2 separate regions of the Gossypium hirsutum genome follow, and region 1 is linked to region 2. The links are chromatin contacts, called in public Hi-C maps. All regions are on one chromosome and are shown on one strand. The core of a region is the stretch at or near the end of the contact, and the rest is flanking DNA. Distances in the headings are between cores, read along the strand shown. Region 1 holds the start of LOC121232126 (cytochrome b561 domain-containing protein At2g30890). Region 2 holds the start of LOC107953315 (protein RALF-like 27).

Evidence for each region. Hi-C and Micro-C count contacts between places; a contact is called where the count stands out from the background.
Region 1: a Hi-C map of leaf shows a contact between it and region 2, with 1.8 times the contacts expected there. The contact joins the promoter of LOC121232126 here to the promoter of LOC107953315 in region 2. A contact is called at or near these places in 3 of 34 Hi-C or Micro-C datasets (all in leaf).

Annotation. Positions count from the first base shown.
Region 1 is chrA07:12,737,564-12,741,359 of Gossypium_hirsutum_v2.1, reverse strand. It overlaps LOC121232126 (cytochrome b561 domain-containing protein At2g30890), which reads right to left and starts at 1,959. Exons shown (of 4, transcript XM_041117586.1): 1 at 1,543-1,959; 2 at 1,299-1,463. The coding sequence starts at 1,647.
Region 2 is chrA07:12,431,598-12,435,366 of Gossypium_hirsutum_v2.1, reverse strand. It overlaps LOC107953315 (protein RALF-like 27), which reads left to right and starts at 1,797. Exons shown (of 1, transcript XM_016888576.2): 1 at 1,797-2,547. The coding sequence starts at 1,921. The coding sequence ends at 2,256. LOC107955911 reads left to right here. Exons shown (of 1, transcript XM_016891693.1): 1 at 1-192. The coding sequence ends at 192.

The sequences.
Region 1 (3,796 bases), core at 710-3,209, 310 kb before region 2:
TATTCACATATTATTGAAAATATTCAATATTAATATTTTAATAATAAATATTTATTACAATTATAAATATATTAATAATAAATGTTTTGTAGTAAAAGGTTAAAATATGTCATAAGTCTATGTACACTTCACAGATTTATAATTTAGTCTTTGTATTTTTATTTTCAAGAATTTAGTCCGTTTACTTTTCAAATTTAAAAATCAAATCCAATTGTTGACATCGTTAATTTTTTTGTCAATTTTGTTGATGTCACATTTTTAAATAAAAAATACTCACTTAGCTAGTAGCCATGTAATTAAAAAATGACCTTGTAATGAATCTGAATTTAACATAATATTTTTAATATATGCAAAAACAATGTAAAATATAAAATTATAGATAAAAATAAATTCAATTAAAAATGAAAAAATAAGAAAATCTCAAATGCATGTTTGTTTAATTGAAAACAACTTTTATGAAATATTTTAAAGAAATCTACCAAACAACATAAAATATTTTATACAAATTCATCCAACCAGAAAATAATAGCTTTTCCAGAAATATAAATCATTTTCTAGAAATCATTTTCCGGAAGTCATTTTCAGTGAAAGAAACGGAGCCTTAATTGCTATTTTTTTCAACAAAACTCATACGACAGTCCACATGTAGTTCATGCTAATATAACACTATTTGTTTAAAAAAATAGCATGTAATACATATGGATTATCATGTTGGCTGTCATGTTTAAAATTTAATATTTTAGTCAACATTTTCGTTAAAAAATAACAATTCAACTCTTTTTGAAAGATTAATTGTCAAATTTGAATTATTTTAAAGGGTTGAGGGTCAACTTTAGTTAAAAAAAATGAATAAAGGTCAAATTGACAAAAAAAGAAGTAAACATTGAGGGTTAAATTTGACATTATGCCAAAAATAAATTATAATCTATATAGGGTATGTAGTTTTTGGTTAAACTATGCTTTAGGCCCCTGTACTCTTCATATATTTGTAATTTAGTTTTTTTACTTTTATTTTAAGAAATTTAATCCCTCTACTTTTCTAATTTAACAATACAAGTCAAATTATTAACACCGTTAAAATTTTTTAGTTAAATTTAGCCTCGTTACAACATCATTTTTCATACTTCATGGCTATCAATTGAGTATTTGTTTAATCTGAAATGACACACCAAAAAATTTAATAGAATATATTTAACGGTATCAATTATTAGACCTAAATTTTAAAAATTAAAAAGTAAGAGACTAAATTCTAAATCTATAGAGAGTAGAGGAATTTTTCGGTAAAGAGATGAACTTGCCTGTGAAACTGCGTGAACATAGAAAAGAATTTGAAGCTTTCTTCCACATTCTTCTCCATTTGACATTCTAATAGCAAGTATCCCAATAGGCATTAAAAACCCCATTGATGCCCAAAGGAGGAATCCATGCAGTGTAATCTCAAACATCAGTTTATGACTGATCACCTGTTTGGAAAAACAAAACACAGATCTGTAATGAAAAAACAATGTAATAAAACTCCATCAAAGGACATGAATCCAATACCTTTTTAATGTTGTCATTGTTGTCTTCATCAATTGAGCTTACAAGTGATGGGACGAGTAGTATGAACATGGTGAAAGAAACCAGTTTCCCTGCAAGAACTTGCATTGTTCTTCAAGCGAAAAGCTAAAAGAAAAACACAGATGAGGTATGGTGGTGTGTTAGAAGAAAAAACAGCAATAACAAGTGTTGGCAATGGTGTAATTATAAGATGACAGGCTTATAAAGCTTAGACCAGAGACCAGCATACTCAAATGCATGGTACTCAACTCTTCTTTTTTCACTGAGAATTATCAATAACTTTTTTTGCTTTTCTTTTTCCAATATATAAGCACCCCATTTCAAAAGAAAAAGGTCCTTTTCGAAATGAATAAGATTTTACATATTCTTTGTGGAATAAATTTCAAAAGCTGATTCTTCAGTATTCCTTTAACTTCAAAACATTCACATACATACAAATATACAGGTGAATGTATCTAAGAAGTAACGTCCACAACTATTAAATTAATCAATTTAGTCTTTATACTATTTAAAAAATATTATGTACTCTTTGTAAACGAAACCTTTTATTTAGAATTGAACTGCAATTGAAAAAAAGATTCAAGATATTTTTTATAAAGTAAATGTTCATTTTTGTTACAATTTAAACTTGTTTAATTCTTTTTAATAATATAAGAGTTAAATTGATTCATTTAATAATATAGGATTTAAGGTTTAGAGGATTAATTTGATATAATCCCTATAATTCAGGAACTTTCTAAATACTTTTAACCCTATATATAAGGATCCCATTTCAAAAGAAAAACACCTTTTAGAAATGAACATGATTTTACATATTCTTTTTGGAATAATAATAAAAAAAGCTGATGTTTAGCTTTCTCAATAGAATTCCTTTTAGTTGAAAAGATTCACGTGTATATATATATATATATGTTAAAAAGTACATTTTACTGAATTAAATAATTATTTTTTTCTATTTTTCAATTGTAATTTAATTTCAAATAAAAAAATTATTTATAGAACTATAAAAAATTTAAAAATATTAACTCCGGTATAAGTAAGTAAATGATATTTTAAAAAGAAGTAAAATTAACTCTATTTCAATTTAATTTATTTGATTGTTTGGAATTATGAATTAAATCAATTTATTTAATACTAAAAGAACTAATTTGATGAGATCCGAGGAATTCTGGTATACATTCACCTATATATATTATGTTGTTGTATCTATTGTTGCATGGAGGTGGATGGTTTGAGGCAAAAAAAGTTGTGATTGGTTTGAGCCAAAGAAAGAAAGTGGTGGGGGGAATTGAATGGATTGCAACTTCAACCATGTGGGGTTCCTTTTTATTTTCTTCTAGACTAGCTTTTTGGGCGGTTGTTGTTGCAGACGGTGGAATATAAGGGTTAATATAACATTTTAGTCCCTAAATTTTGCACTTTTTCTCTACTTGGTCCCAGATATTTTTACATTGGTCCCAAAACTTGATAAGTTTTACAATTTTGATCCCTAAATTTGAATTCCATTAAGATGTTATGATGTGGAAGTTTGAGATTATGTCATACCATCATCTGAAATTTTAGAAATTTGATATAAAATATAAAAAAATAAAAAAAATATATAAATTTTGTATTTTAAATAAAGAGTTGGTGATAATATGGTATAATCTTAGAATGCCACATTATTATTCCTTTAAAAAAATCTAAATTCAGAGACCAAATTGAGAAAAAACTATCAAGTTCCAAGATTAATGTAGAGTAAAAGAAAAGTTCAAGAACTAATTGGAAAATATTTTTAAGTTTAAGGACTAAATATTATATTATCGGAATCAAAAGGGGAAAATGGGATGTCAGTATAAAGTGGAAATTGGCAGCCTACACTAACCATTATCAAACACTATTTTCTGCTTCCCACTACTTTAAATGGACCGTATAGTTTAATACCAAATACATTACACTGTTATACCAACTCCCAATAGTATATATGATAGGCTTAAACATTTAATCCAACGGGGTAACATTGACTATAAGAGATGATAAACCATTGTGTCAAATCTCATTGGTTAGACAAAGGCAATAGTTGTTAATTATCATTACCATAAATTCAGCCAACTTGTGTTAGAAAACATTAGACCATATTGCATAATGTAATGAGGGAAATTGGGTTTGTTTTGTTTCCATTGATGCTTACAAATTCCAAAAGCAAATTTGTGTTGTATATATATATATATATTGGGAGACAAGTTGAGGAAGACAG
Region 2 (3,769 bases), core at 548-3,047:
GGAGGCAGTCACTCGTCTAAACGTCTACTTCAAGGAGGACCAACATACGATCGTGGTCGTCATATATGTTATGGAGCTATTCAGAAGCCGGGGGTTTGTAATGGTAACATCTACGGTAATTGCATTGTACCTATTGGTCCATCATATCGACCTTGTACTGTGTATACACGATGCAAGCGAGGAGTTCGATAATCATTTTTTCAAGATTGTTAAATTTGTTTTTAGCTTATTTCATCTATGTTTTGAGTAAGCAATTTTATATGTTGCTTTTCTTAATCTTGTCATTATAATTCTCATAATAATCTATACACTTATACAAAAGCTGTCCTCAATTCATTGAGGTGTAGAATTTTTAATTGGAGCATATTGTTTTAAGAACAACTAAAAGGGTATTGGTTTTTTAAGATTAGTTTGAATGATTAAATATATGAAATTTTATGTGTGAGTTCTCTTTTAAATTATTCTAAATTTAAGTTTTATTATGTATAAATTTTATCTCAATTTATTTTAACTTAAGTTTAGCTATTTTCCAATTTTTAGCCTATTTTATTTCATATTTAGATTATTTCAGTTCTAATTAATCCAACATATATTATTTGTGATTTATATTATTATTAATATTAAACTCCGAAAAGTCTCATTTATATATTCATATTAAAATTTATAGACTTATATAACTTTTAAACTTATCATATATTGATTTCAATATGCACAATCATCCATAAATTCATATATGTTAATATTATTTTTCATGTAGTGCTTATGTTTTGATTAATTTTTATGTTACGTCTATAAATTCAACTCATATTTTAAAGAATTTATTTATAATAACTCTATTTCGATTCTAATTTATTTATTTAAAAGTTTATCATTATACTTATAATATATTATGTAGTTATAATTATTAATTAGATTTTTTAAGCAGAGTAAGAGATTTGGTTAATATTAGAGAATAATTATTGAGACTCAATGTTTTATTATTTTTATCATGTTATTGGAATTAATTGGATTAGGAATCGGTTAAGTATGTACCTAAAACAAGAGATATGTTCAATTGACACATAAAATTCAATAAACATTTTATTTAGCCAAAACTATGGATTTTAATTTTTTATCCTGAGAGAGCTGATGCCAGCACTCCATGTATTGACAAACCATAATTATTGTACTCTTGGGGCTCAGTGATGGCCTTTCGTGTTCTAATTTCCATTTGCCCCCTGCATTGGCCGAAATTGGTGGGGATTTGCACTAGTCTTTGGAAACCGAACTAAATTCAATGCAAAATCGAAGGTTTAATTTTGTCATTAGTTTCTATATTCTTTGAATTTTTTATAATTTAACTTCTCTATATTTAATTCTTAATTTAAAAATTAAAATCTAATTAATAATATTATTAAATTTGAATATGTGGCATTTTAGTATCAAAAGGTCTAATTTAAAAATGTCATAATTTTCTATACTCTTTATGAGTTTGAAATTTAGTCTTTTTACTTTTCAAATTTTAAAATTCAGATCCAAATATTAATTCTGTAAATAAATTTGTTAAATTCAGGTTTATAAGAATGCTATTTTTGAATATTTTTTATTTCAAAATGTTACACCAACAAAATTAAAAAGAAAAAAAATATATCCAACTGGTAATTTTAATCTTAGTTTTCAAGTTTTTTCTAAAAAATTAAAAATAAAACTTGACCAAGTCAAGCAAAATCACTGTCATTTTCTTTCACCAAATTTGAAGATGAAATAGCAAAGGCCCCACTATAAGACCCTTAAACCAATTAATGAAACCATACCCTTTCATTACTTATCCTCAATTTACAACTTTTTCTTATAGATAATCTCCCAACATATTATTTATTCAAGTGGCTACAAACTCAGAAAAACAAATCGGAAAAAGAAAAAAAGATCAAAAGAGGAACAATGGGATATTTTCCATTGTTCATATTAGCTTCTTTGCTGTTAATCAACAACAGTGTGACCAAATCAGCAGCTTTAGCCTTTCCTGAGAGCAAACCAAACACTACGAAATACGATGAAACAATTGGTGAATTCATCGAAGATGAAGAACAAGTGGTGTTGTTCGGTGAATCCGAGGTGAAACGAAGGAGACTTGCTGCAGATACTCCTATATCTTATCGAGGGTTACAGCGTCAACCGGTTTGCAATGCGTATATTTATGGGAATTGTATAAAACCTGCAGGTCCTGATTATCGGCCTTGTACAACATATAATCGTTGCAAGAGGGGAGTCAAATGAAAAAATAAATTAGGACTAAAAATATATGGAAGGTTTGATGTTTTGTTTTTGTGTTTGGTTTTTGATGTTACTGTTCTTCTGTTAGTAGATATATTGTGACTTTATACAAATCATTGTGAGTTTAAGAACTGTGTTCTTCGCATAATCATAAGGTATGGTGTGAAAAACCAGAGATATGGCAAAGAAATTGGTGATGTACCTTAGAGGTCCCTGTAATATAGAGACTTGATCAAATTAGTCTTTGTACTATCGAAAAGATCCAAATAAGACTAAATTAGAATAGATTTAATATTTACTGTTTAAAAAATATATATCATTTACTATTTAATAGAGTTAATATTTTTAAAGTTTTTATGATTCTTTAAATGAAATATTTTGTTTGAAATTGAACTGCAATTGAAAACAAAAATTCAAGATATTTTTTATAGTAAATGTTAATTCTGTTATAACTTGGAATTATTTAATTTATAGGGACTAAATTGATCTATTTAATAATAGAGGGAATAGTTTAATCTAGTCATTATGATATAGGGACCTCTCGAGTATTTTAACCGAAGGAAATTGAATGAATTCGAGGGAAAATAATTAAGGAAACTAATCTGATTTTGTATATGAATAAAAAATTGAAAATATGAATTCTAAACGTTCATTCTCAAAGAAAACAGATCATGAACTTGAATTGCAAGATTGTATCTATTTTTACATATGGGTTTGAAATTTGAAGACACATCCAGTATATTATCTTAGATTTTTTTAACATAAATTTTTGGAGAAGAGATAGTGGTATATATAATATCTTATTGTTTATTAGTTACGTTTTATCCAATTTCGAAAATTTTATTTACTTATTTAATCATATAAAAGTACACTTGAATAAGTCGAATTAAAAATGATTCGAAATTTTTATTGATAGATGAACAAAATGAAAACATACAAGTAATACAAGTAAAAATACTTACAAATCTAATTTAACAAGTTGAAAGTACTGTAGCAGCTACATTACATGCCCGGTATAGGGCTTTAGTATCATTCCCACAATATCTTGTAAACGGGAAGAGTCTTCTCATCACCACTATATCATCCCATACTGGTTGGATTTCCCAATTCACCTTGATTTCTTTTCCTTCGAAAATTTTCCCAAGTAGTTTATCCTTAGTCCAAAACACTACAGATGATAAACCCATACGACAAGAAGATGCAAGGATGAATCGGAAATCAACAGCTTGCTTTTGATCCTAGAAGATTGATCGAAAATTTTCCTAATAAATTTCTTTGTAATATCATCCGGAGATTTTATTAGAATGACAACGCTAACTCTTACATTTCCTTTCTTCCATCCAACATACACGTTATAAGTTGGTGTCGTCATGCTCTCCATTCTCGTCACCAAATTACTTTGCACTAGCGGTTTGTAATTACACCAACTCTCATAAGCCTTAATCGCTCTATTGGTGTAAACCACAGCCATGTTGATGACAACGATTAGAATTGGGGTTCTTCCCTTGAAAATAAC